Linked DNA regions of Ovis aries: region 1 is linked to region 2. A link is a contact called in public Hi-C data. All regions are on one chromosome and are shown on one strand. Each heading gives the region's core, a stretch centred on a gene start, on an enhancer-like site or on the middle of the called end of the contact. The rest is flanking DNA. Distances are from core to core; before and after follow the strand shown.

Region 1 (5,547 bases), core at 1,096-3,595, 110 kb before region 2:
ATGGCCGATTCTGTGCGACCCCATAGATGGCAGCCCACCAGGCTCCTCTGTCCCTGGGACTCTCCAGGCAAGAATACTGGAGTGGGTTGCTATTTCCTTCTCCAGTGCATGAAAGTGAAAGTGAAGTCGCTCAGTCCTGTCTGACTCTTAGCGACCCCATGGACTGGCAGCCTACCAGGCTCCTCTGTCCATGGGATTTTTCAGCAAGAGTACTGGCTGCTAAGTTGCTTCAGTCGTGTCGGATTCTGTGTGACCCCATAGACGGCAGCCCACCAGGCTCCCCCGGCCCTGGGATTCTCCAGGCAAGAACACTGGAGTGGGTTGCCATTTCCTTCTCCAATGCATGAAAGTGAAAAGTGAAAGTGAAGTCACTCAGTCTTGTCCAACCCTCAGCGACCCCATGGACTGGCAGCCTTCCAGGCTCCTCCGTCCATGGGATTTTCCAGGCAAGAGTACTGGAGTGGGGTGCCATTGGAGTGGGTTGCTACTGCCTTCTTCCAATACTTGCTAAGTATTGTTTATTTGGTCAGAAAAAACACAGAAGTGTTATAAAGAATGTCCAAATGGTGAGTCTAAATGGATCTCTTTTAACTATTTAAAAATGTAATCTACTACGGCATGTTTTCTGATTAAATTGTATTCTACTATATGTATAACTTCAGGTTAATATGTCAATGTAAATGATGGATGATTTACAAATCTCTTCTTTATAGTCTGGGAACTGTTGTTTTCATCTTAAAGTGCTGTTTAGGTACTATCAGTTTTTAATTGAACAGTGTCATGCACCAAGCACTACATTTAGCCCTATCCTCTAGTGTGATTAATTCTTGATTCTCTTCTAAATTGTAGTGTTAATCTACAAATATGTTATAGTATATTCTTCATATACGTATGCCCAAAAACCAGGATAATACCTAGATCTTACAATGGCTGAGCGGGTAAAGAATCTGCCTCCGACGCAGGAGACACAGGAAACGTGGGTTCGATCCCTGAGTCAGGAGATTCCCCTGCAGAAGGAAATGGCAACCACTCCAGAATTCTTGCGTAAAAAATCCTATGGCCAGAGGAGCCTGGCGAGCTACAGTCTAAAGGTTGCAGAGTCAGACACAGCTTAGCAACTAAGCACAAGCACGCAGCGTGTATCGAGCTGCATAAAATAACAGACAAGACAGGCCGACTACACACTCCACATTAAGAAATACATCCCTGGACAATTTTCATAGACAACACATGCCACTGAAGTCAGAATGAGATAATTCATTAAAATCTGTCATTGCCACCAAAACAAAGATATCTTCTAAGCATCGGTCGTTCTTTTCTTGGATGCACAAAGACTAGCAATCCCTTATGTTACAAAAGGGGCCCTAAATAATGTCAAGAGTAGTTAAGATTACAATGCCTTTTAACAAGGCGCTATAAAGATTGAAAACTCGACAAATTCACAAGCGAACGATTTTCCTTCTGTTCATCTTGGTAGTAGCTTTCAGGCCGGTTCAGAAGCAACATCAAGAAGTAACAGAAATGAGGAACAAAGGCAGGAAAGGGCGAAAACCTCTGCTGAGATAAGCATTATGGCTCAGGCTGAGTGGAATGCTCTAAGAGTCGCTGCAAATGACCAAAACAATCTGAGTCTAAAAAAAAAAAAAAGTTGGTTGTGTGAGGTTTGGCTACTATACTATATATAGTTCACCGTATGTCAGGGACATTGTTCGCTTCTTGAAAAAGTCCCAAACATCCTGCCTGCGGTTTTCTCTGGGTGCCGCTAACCATTCTACTTATTCCTGTGACACCGGGTTAAAAGAAAATGAAAATACGACCTTCAGCAAGTATTTAGGAGGGGCCTAAAGAGAACTTTTCACCCTTAGCCACAGCCCATGATCCTCCCACGGGAACTGCCTCTGGACCGCAGCCCGGCTGACAGCGGAGGGGCTGCCGGCCACGCCCGGATGCGCAGCGGCCGGGGTCCAGGCCGGCCGGCCGGCGGGTCACACGCTGTGCCGGGGCCGCCCCGGCGCGGGGACAAGGTGCGGCCGGGCCTCACCTCCACGGCTTGGCCCAGCTCCAGGTCGAAGCCCACCACACACACGCAGTGCAGCCAGGCTGAGAAGCCGTCCCAGCGCAGCAGGCCCCGGCTGCGGCCCTCGTCCTCTTCATCGTCCTCTGGCGTGGCTCCCGCCACTACAACTGCCGCCGCCTCGCGCTCCTTGTCCGCCGCCACCGCCTCGTCCAACGGCCCTCGGGAGCCGGGCCCCGAGCCTGCCAGGCCCCGCAGAGCCATCCGCCGCCCCCTGGCCGTTCGCGCCGCCTCCACGGAGGACCGCGCCGCAGAGCGCGCTGGGCTCCGCGCAGGCGCAGCCGCAGCTGTCGCAGCCGCGGGGGCCGGGCCGGGCCGGGGAGGGGCCGCAGCGCACGTGACCCTGGGAGTGCGGCTCTGCGCGCGTAGTCTGGTCCCGCCCCCCGAGCTTGGCGACGTCGCGCAAGCACTTGACTGAAACTGTCAAGCCCTCTCTAGCCTCCTTGCTTTAAAGCTCGTCAAGCCTGAAGCAATGTATCCTGAAACCCTTCTTCGCAGTCCAACGACTAGGAAAACAATTATTCTTGGAATGACACCGTTCGTATATTATCAGTTTAGTTCAGTTCAGTCGCTCAGTCGTGTCCGACTCTGCGACCCCATGAATCGCAGCACGCCAGGCCTCCATGTCTATCACCAACTCCCGGAGTTCACTCAGATTCACGTCCATCGAGTCAGTGATGCCATCCAGCCATCTCATCCTCTGTCGTCCCCTTCTCCTCCTGCCCCCAATCCCTCCCAGCATCAGAGTCTTTTCCAATGAGTCAACTCTTCGCATGAGGTGGCCAAAGTACTGGAGTTTCAGCTTTAGCGTCATTCCTTCCGAAGAAATCCCAGGGCTGATCTCCTTCAGAACGGACTGGTTGGATCTCCTTGCAATGCAAGGGACCCTCAAGAGTCTTCTCCAACACCACAGTTCAAAAGCATCAATTCTTCGGCGCTCAGCCTTCTTCACAGTCCAACTCTCACATCCATACATGACCACAGGAAAAACCATAGCCTTGACTAGACGGACCTTAGTCGGCAAAGTAATGTCTCTGCTTTTGAATATGCTGTCTAGGTTGGTCATAACTTTTCTTCCAAGGAGTAAGCGTCTTTTAATTTCATGGCTGCAGTCATCATCTGCAGTGATTTTGGAGCCTAAAAAAATAAAGTCTGACACTGTTTCCACTGTTTCCTCATCTATTTCCCATGAAGTGATGGGACCAGATGCCATGATCTTTATTTTCTGAATGTTGAGCTTTAAGCCAACTTTTTCACTCTCCTCTTTCACTTTCATCAAGAGGCTTTTAGTTCCTCTTCACTTTCTGCCATAAGGGTGGTGTCATCTGCATATCTGAAGTTATTGATATTTCTCCTGGCAATCTTAATTCCAGCTTGTGTTTCTTCCAGTCCAGCATTTCTCATGATGTACTCTGCATAGAAGTTAAATAAGCAGGGTGACAATATACAGCCTTGACGTACTCCTTTTCCTATTTGGAACCAGTCTGTTGTTCCATGTCCAGTTCTAACTGTTGCTTCCTGACCTGCATAGAGATTTCTCAAGAGGTAGGTCGTATATTATAAGGTATTACAAAATTGTTAGAACATAGTGGCTAACATTTATTGAACACTTACTCTGTGACAGATGAAGTGCCCAGGAAGTAGTTACAATTATTACTTCGTTGAATCTAGTGGGTAGACATATACTAGATACTTATACATCTTTTTAGATAAACTGAGGTTCTGAGAGGTTACCTGACTAGTCAAGCAAGTATTAAAACTCTGATGCAGGCTTGCAGTGCACGCAGGCAATTTGCTGTGCATTCATTCAGCAGTGTCCTCTCCACAAAGTCCCCTCCCATCTTTCTTGGCCTGGTTTCCTGTGACTCACTCAACACTCACACATCTCCACACCTTTCTGGAGCACCTCTACAACAACCTATGGATTACTGTCTCTCAGCAAGAGTCTAGTCTCCTGAAGCTTAGTATTCTTGGAGATCGGCTTTGGACTGGGTAAGCAGGAGGCACTTGGTCTATTGACTGATTATGGATCCACCCTGGTACCCCTGACTAGGATTCATTCAGCACCTACTATGCTGAGCATAAACTGAAGAATGGAAGTAAATAAGAAACACACAGTAATGCTCCAATAGGAAAGTGAGTAAAAGACAATGGATAATAACTCACAATAAACGTGTTTTTCAAAAACAGCACAGTATTCATGCTTTTACACACTTTACCTTTAAAAAAAAATTATGTGGCTATATTGATCTTAGTTGTGGTACTTGGGCTCTTGCTGTGGTGCAGGGCCTCCAGAACACTTGGACTCAGTTGCCCTGGGCATGTAGCATGTGAGATCTTAATTCCAGTGTCCCCTGCTTTACAAGATAGATTCTTCTTCTTTATTTGTGACCATTTCCGCATTTTTCCTTTGTGTTTAAATTTTAAAACGATAGTGGTTTTTTTTGGCTGCATTGAGTCTTCTTTGAGGTGCGTAGGGGTTCTCATTACGGTGGCTTCTCTTGTGGAGCATGGATGGTAGGTGCCGGCTTCAGTAGTTGCGGTGTGGGCTCTAGAGCTTGGACTCAGTAGTTGTGGCACAGGATCTTAGTTGTCCAGAGGCATGCGGGATCTTCCTGGACCAGGAATTGAGCCCGTGTCCCCTGCATTGGCAGGTGGACTCCATAACCACTGGACCAGCAGGGAAGTCTCTACACAGATTATTTTATCTGATTCTCCTAACAGCCCAAAAGATGCGTGTGTGCTAAGTTGCTTCCGTCTTGTCCAACTCTTTGCGACCCTATGGACTGCAGACCTCCAGGCTTCTGTGTCTGTGGGATTCTCCAGGCAAGGATACCGGAGTGGGTTTCCATTTCCATTTCCTCCTCCAGGGGTCTTCCCGACCGAGAGATCAAACCCACATCTCCTGCATGGGCAGACAGGTTGTTTACCATTAGCACCACCTGGGAAGCCAAAAAGATAGGTCCTATTATTATTCCATTTTACAGGTGAGGACTGATGCTCCTCAAGATGTCAGTAATGTCACAGCCAGTAGGTGGCAGAACAAAGACTTAAAACCCATTTCTCCCATTGAACCTCAGTTCCTAAGCATTTTGCTGTACTACCCAGTCAAATTTACCCTGTTTGATAAGAACTATTTTGTCCATACCCATAGGATTTTTAGTTGAAATAAGTGTTAGTATCTGTCTTTTCAAGGAAAATTTCTAATATCCTCAGACATCAATAGCGATGTTTCCTGGAGCCTTTCTTTAGGATAGAAAATGATCGTTTCCCAGCATCAGGGTATTTTCCAAGGAGTCAGTTCTTTGCATCAGGTAGCCAGAGTATCGGAGTTTCAGATTTAGCATTAGTCCTTCCAATGAATATTCAGGACTGATTTCCTTTAGGATAGACTGGTTTGATCTCCTTGCAGTCCAAGGGACTCTCAAGAGTCTTCTCCAATACCACACTTTAAAAGTGTCAATTATTTGGCG
Region 2 (5,202 bases), core at 1,136-3,635:
CCTGCATACAGATTTCTCAAGAGGCAGGTCAGGTGGTCTGGTATTACTCAGTTACTCATGTCCTAATTTTGTACTCATTCCTGAAATTATTCCCCTTTTTTCCTGTTTCTTTTTTGAGTTCTTTCCTACAGTTTTGTAATTGTAATTTATATTTCTTTTCCATGCCTTGAGTTATTTTCTTAATGTCTTTTAGCTTGTTCTGAAATAGTGTAATTTTGATCTGTTCCCAAGGTATGTCTCTCATTATGTGTAGAGAGTGTTGTTTGCTTTTTATCGTTTTTTTCTTAAAATAGCTATGAGATGGGACACTGATATTTTTCTGTTACTCATTTTTATGTAAAATTTGTTTTCCTGAACTTAGAGAAGGGAGTCATGATTCAGGATAACTTTTCTAATGTCACAGAGCTCCCTCTTCTGTTGATTTTGTAAACTGTTTAAAAATATAACGGCTTCCTTTCCCCTTTTCTACTTTTATATGGATCTTTCTTTCCTGTCTCTGTTGTCTCTACCCTGCTCAGTTTTGGTTCCAAACCCTACAGCTTTTGAGGGAAAGCCCTACCTTGGAATGCAACTTTGGTTGGTAGGTTAGTTTTAAGAATTTATATGACTCTGCTCCATCGTTTTTCAGAATTTACCTCACACTCCCTTGTTAGCGTATTGGGCTAAACCTTTCCCATTTTCAGATTCTCTTTTCAAATTTTTTATCATATTGTCCAGTGAATAGACAGTGACTGTTCTGAGATACTCAAGTCCTTCAAATGCCCATTGATCTTTTTGCATCCTCCTGCACAGATGCTGATTTCATGCAGGTCTCGTAACTGTTGATGCTTTTTCCCACTTTTGTTTTGAGTTTTATGTGGATAATTTCCACCTGTTGTTGTATCTGTTCTCCATGGGATTTTGGTTTTACTGTCTTAGTCACTCTTTTTGATTTTAGGTGGTGATTCAAGTAAATTAAAAAATCTGTAATGTAGTATCTGCCACCAAGAGTCCAGGATCCACTCTGCATTCATATTTTAAAATTTCCCTGTATGGACTTGGAATTTCTGGCCTCTCGCTGATGACCTGTCTCCCGTGTTTGTGCTTCATTCTGAAACTTTAAAAAATCTGTTGGTAGTTGGATACTGGAAAACCTGTCAACTTGGAGAAGGCTAGAAAGAAGCAGTTTATCGTTGTAGTAGAAATGAAAGCATTTACACATTGAGGTGAAGTTGCAAGTGGTACAGAACATGTTTGCTTACGGAATGAACAGCAGAAACTTTCTGAAGGCCAAAGAACAAATTATGCAACCTGTGAAGTGCTGTGCTTGTGTCTTTGAAAGTAATCATAATAAACGAGAAACAGGAAAGAGTGACTGATAAGGCAAAGACAGCCTTTCAGTTCAAGGATCGCCATCAATGCCTGATGTGGGGGAGCTTAACTTTAATTCAGGGGAAGGCACAGGGTTAATTGAGGATAAAGCCCGTTTGAAAACAGTGAGAGATGGACTTTGGCCACAAGCTACAGAAGGTTTTATAAATTCAGGGCTCCTGCGACACCTACTCCACATCAAAGTGAATGCCCAGTGGCTAATGCAAACACTAGAGACGGATTGGGCATTCCTTAGGCTACTAGGAAATAAAGATAGTGAAAGCTTCAATAGGATTTTTTTTTTCCCCAGCGAAGTAAAATAATATGGGAGGGGGAAAAAAAAAAAAAAGCCTGATGGAAAAAGGTATCAGCATAGAGGAGAAAGTGATTTCTGGTTGGAAAGTGATAAAGAACCAAATGACATACCTACCAGGGGAAGTACATCCAGGGACTGTTAGCATCGTCACTTCCCAGTCCCTTGCAAACATAGTCACTTCCCAGTCTCTTGGCTTTTTTGCACCTACCTAGTGAAAGTGTGAAAGTCGCTCAGTCATGTCCGACTCTTTGCAACCCTGTGGAGTATACAGTCCATGGAATTCTCCAGGCCAGAATACTGGAGTGGGTAGCCTTTCCCTTCCCCAGGAGATCTTCCCAACCTAGGGATCGAACCCAGGTCTCCCACATTGCAAGCGGATTCTTTACCAACTGAGCCACAAGGGAAGTCCTACACCTACCTAACCTGATAGTAAACAGAATAGCCTTTATACAGTGTAAACTGAATAGTGTCAGATTGTTTCACTGAAGGTGCAGAAACATTTTTAATATCAGTTTTTCACAACACCAAGGGGAGAAGGGTATATCAATATAAATATTTCTGCAGGGAAGTAAACTATTGCTTCTAGCTATGCCCAAGTGCAGAGGCTCTGGGGCACGAATGGAGGTTAGTGGGGAAAATAGTGGGAGTTAATGAGATTGGAGAGGGAACCGTGAGCCAGGTCGTATGGGTTTTATTGGCTGTAATGGTAAGAACTTTGAACTTTATTACAAGATGTTTGGAAGCTGTTAGCAGATTGAGAGCAGAGGAACAGTGAGCAACTAATGTAAACGGTGTTTTCAAGCTAACTAGAGGTCAAAGGTACTATGGGTATGCTTTGGACATAATAATAGACATGTTAGAGTATAAAGAAACTGGGTTAATATTGATTAAGTTCTTTTAATTTGAAAATTTATGGTTTTAGAGTTAAGAGCTACAAATATGAAGTGTTGAGATTTATGTGTGCGAATGTGTACAGAAAAACACACACATTTTTTTGTTTTTCAAGCAAAGCTTGCTAAACAGTACTGAACCTCATTTTATATATTCTTACTTCTGTTCTCTTAGTTTTTTTTTAAACCACAAGTCACAGCCCAATACATTGACTTAGTAAGACACTATTGTTGTTCAGTCCTTAAGTTGTGTCCAACTCTTTGCAACCCCATGGACTGCAGCACACCAGGCTTCCCTGTCCTTCACTATCTTCCGGAGTTGGCTCAAATTCATGTCCGCTGAGTCAGTGATGCTATCCAGCTATCTTATCCATTAGTAACACAACAGTGGATCAGAATTTGAAGTTTGAAAACCACTGTAAATCTATAATCCCCTTATATGGCTTGCCAAGGCACATACAACTGAAAATGACCAAACCAGAATTCAGATATTGCCACATTTCCTAAGAATATATCTATTAAAAAAACACAAAAGCTTGTTTATACAGTGTTTAAGAGGAGGTTCCAGTGTGGAAAAAATCTTGAGGGTCATTGTCCCTTCTTGAGCATGTTGCCTATGCTTATCTCTCAGCTGTGAAATGTTAAGGCCTTTAAATTTCAAATGGACTTGTAAGATATCAACACAATTTTCTTTCCTAATGGCCTGTAATTAAATATATAAACTGCTAGCCAAAGTAACAGTTGGTCTCTCTTGAATTATAAACAGAATAAGTCATTTATAGCCAGCCTGGTGGCCTTTAAATTGTCGCCTAGGAATTAATGAAAAGAAATGTCATTTTCATATTTTCTGCAAATCACTTATTCTTTTGTTGTGTTTCATTTCGGAAGAGGGTTTTATGGGAGGAGTGAAGGATAAATGAAACATGAAGGTCAGTATGAAGTAATGGGGGAAAAATGTCCCTTTTAATTCTGTTATATAAATCCCTGCTCTGTCTTCCATAGCTCTGTGACCTTTGGAAAGATCCTTGCTTGTACCTTACTTTTCTTATGTATAAATGGATATAATATCTATATCATAGCTTTAACATTAAGGTTAAATGAGGGCCTGGTGGTACAACATGTATTTTAATAAATATTAGTTTTCTTCTTTCCTTTCTTCTTTAGGAAGGAATTCAGTGAAAATGTGTTGCTAGAATAAGCAGGGCTGGAGAGTGTAGAAAAATGCAAAAGAAAGGTACATCTTTTTTTATTGGTTGTTCTCTTCCTAGTAAGTCTGTTGTGTGTGATCCCAGTTGTTGATAATTTCTTTGGGGATAGGTAGGTGATAAATAGGTAGGCTTCCTGTGCCTCCAGCTGTCCCTTCCCTTTGTAGAGAGGGGGGATTACCCAAGTGATGAAAGGCAAGTTATAGTGGGGCTAGAAAGTGATACCTTCACAGTTGATTCCAGTATTTTAGTTTCTCGTGTCTTCATTCTATTTATCACAAAGAATTTACTGAAGACATGTCTATCCTGATACCAAGTATGTTAGTTCACTAATAGCCGTTCATATAGGTGCTCAGTTCAGTTCAGTTCAGTCGCTCAGTTGTGTCCAACTCTTTGCGACCCCATGAATTGCAGCACGCCAGGCCTCCCTGTCCATCACCAACTCCCGGAGTTCACTCAGACTCACATCCATCGAGTCAATGATGCCATCCAGCCATCTCATCCTCTGTTATCCCCTTCTCCTCCTGCCCCCAATCCTTCCCAGCATCAGTCTTTTCCAGTGAGTCAACTCTTTGCATGAGGTGGCCAAAGTACTGGAGTTTCAGCTTTAGCATCATTCCTTCCAAAGAAATGTTTACCTACTACCAATTGTCCTTGCCTATGGAATAAATAACACTTCCTTTGCTTTAACCCAGAAATTATAGCAGCAGAGGTACAAAGTCAAAGAGAGATAGGAAGATAAAATTAGAGTTTTGTATAATGACCTTTAAAAAATGTTTTATTGAGATATAATTTGTATGCCATAAATTCAGTCTTTTAAAATGAACAATTCAGAGAGTTGAACAACCATCACCACTATCTAACTTTAGAACCTTTTAATCACCCCAAAATGAAACGTTATACCCATTAGCAGGTCTTCACCCCACCCCACCCCTCCCCTCTTCTGCCCTAACATCTAAACCCCTTGCAACCACTAATGTGCTTTTTATCTCTGTGGATTTGCTTATTCTGGATATTTCATATAAATTGAATTCCATATGTCTTTTGTGACTGATTTCTTTTACTTAGCTTAATGTTTAAAGGTTCATTCATGTTGTAACATAAATCAGTACTTCATTATTTTTATTGCCAAATAATTCATATGGATGTACTACATTTTATTTTCCTATTCATCAGTTGATGGACATTTGGGTTCCATTTTTTGGGCTCTCTTGAATAATACTGCTGTGAACATTTGTGTACAAGTTTTTGTGAGGACATGTGTTTTCAGTTCTCTTCAGTATATACCTCAGAGTGGAATTGAAGGGTCATATGCTAGCTTTACATTCTAACATTTTGAGGACCTTATAAACTGTTTTCTGAAGTGATACACCATTTTGTCCCACTGGATTTTAAATCTCCCACTTTTAAAGTTCTGATTTTATATATAATGGAAAATCTT

Evidence for each region. A called contact is a pair of places that touch in the nucleus more often than the background predicts.
Region 1: a contact with region 2 is called in a Hi-C map of liver, with 3 times the contacts expected there. The contact joins the promoter of DENND6A here to the enhancer-like site in region 2. A contact is called at or near these places in 2 of 16 Hi-C or Micro-C datasets (liver and mixed tissues).

What each region holds. Positions count from the first base shown.
Region 1 is chr19:43,630,400-43,635,946 of ARS-UI_Ramb_v3.0, reverse strand. DENND6A (DENN domain containing 6A) reads right to left here and starts at 2,345. Exons shown (of 20, transcript XM_015102355.4): 1 at 2,042-2,345. The coding sequence starts at 2,278.
Region 2 is chr19:43,525,279-43,530,480 of ARS-UI_Ramb_v3.0, reverse strand. It overlaps SLMAP (sarcolemma associated protein), which reads left to right. Exons shown (of 25, transcript XM_060402334.1): 3 at 3,721-3,790. Among named protein-coding and RNA genes, the nearest start is that of SLMAP, 62 kb to the left of the region's middle. Within about 2 kb of position 2,385, at least 6 of the 54 cell types and tissues checked have an H3K27ac peak or open chromatin away from gene starts, as enhancers often do. A contact at or near this core is called in liver, where this site is marked.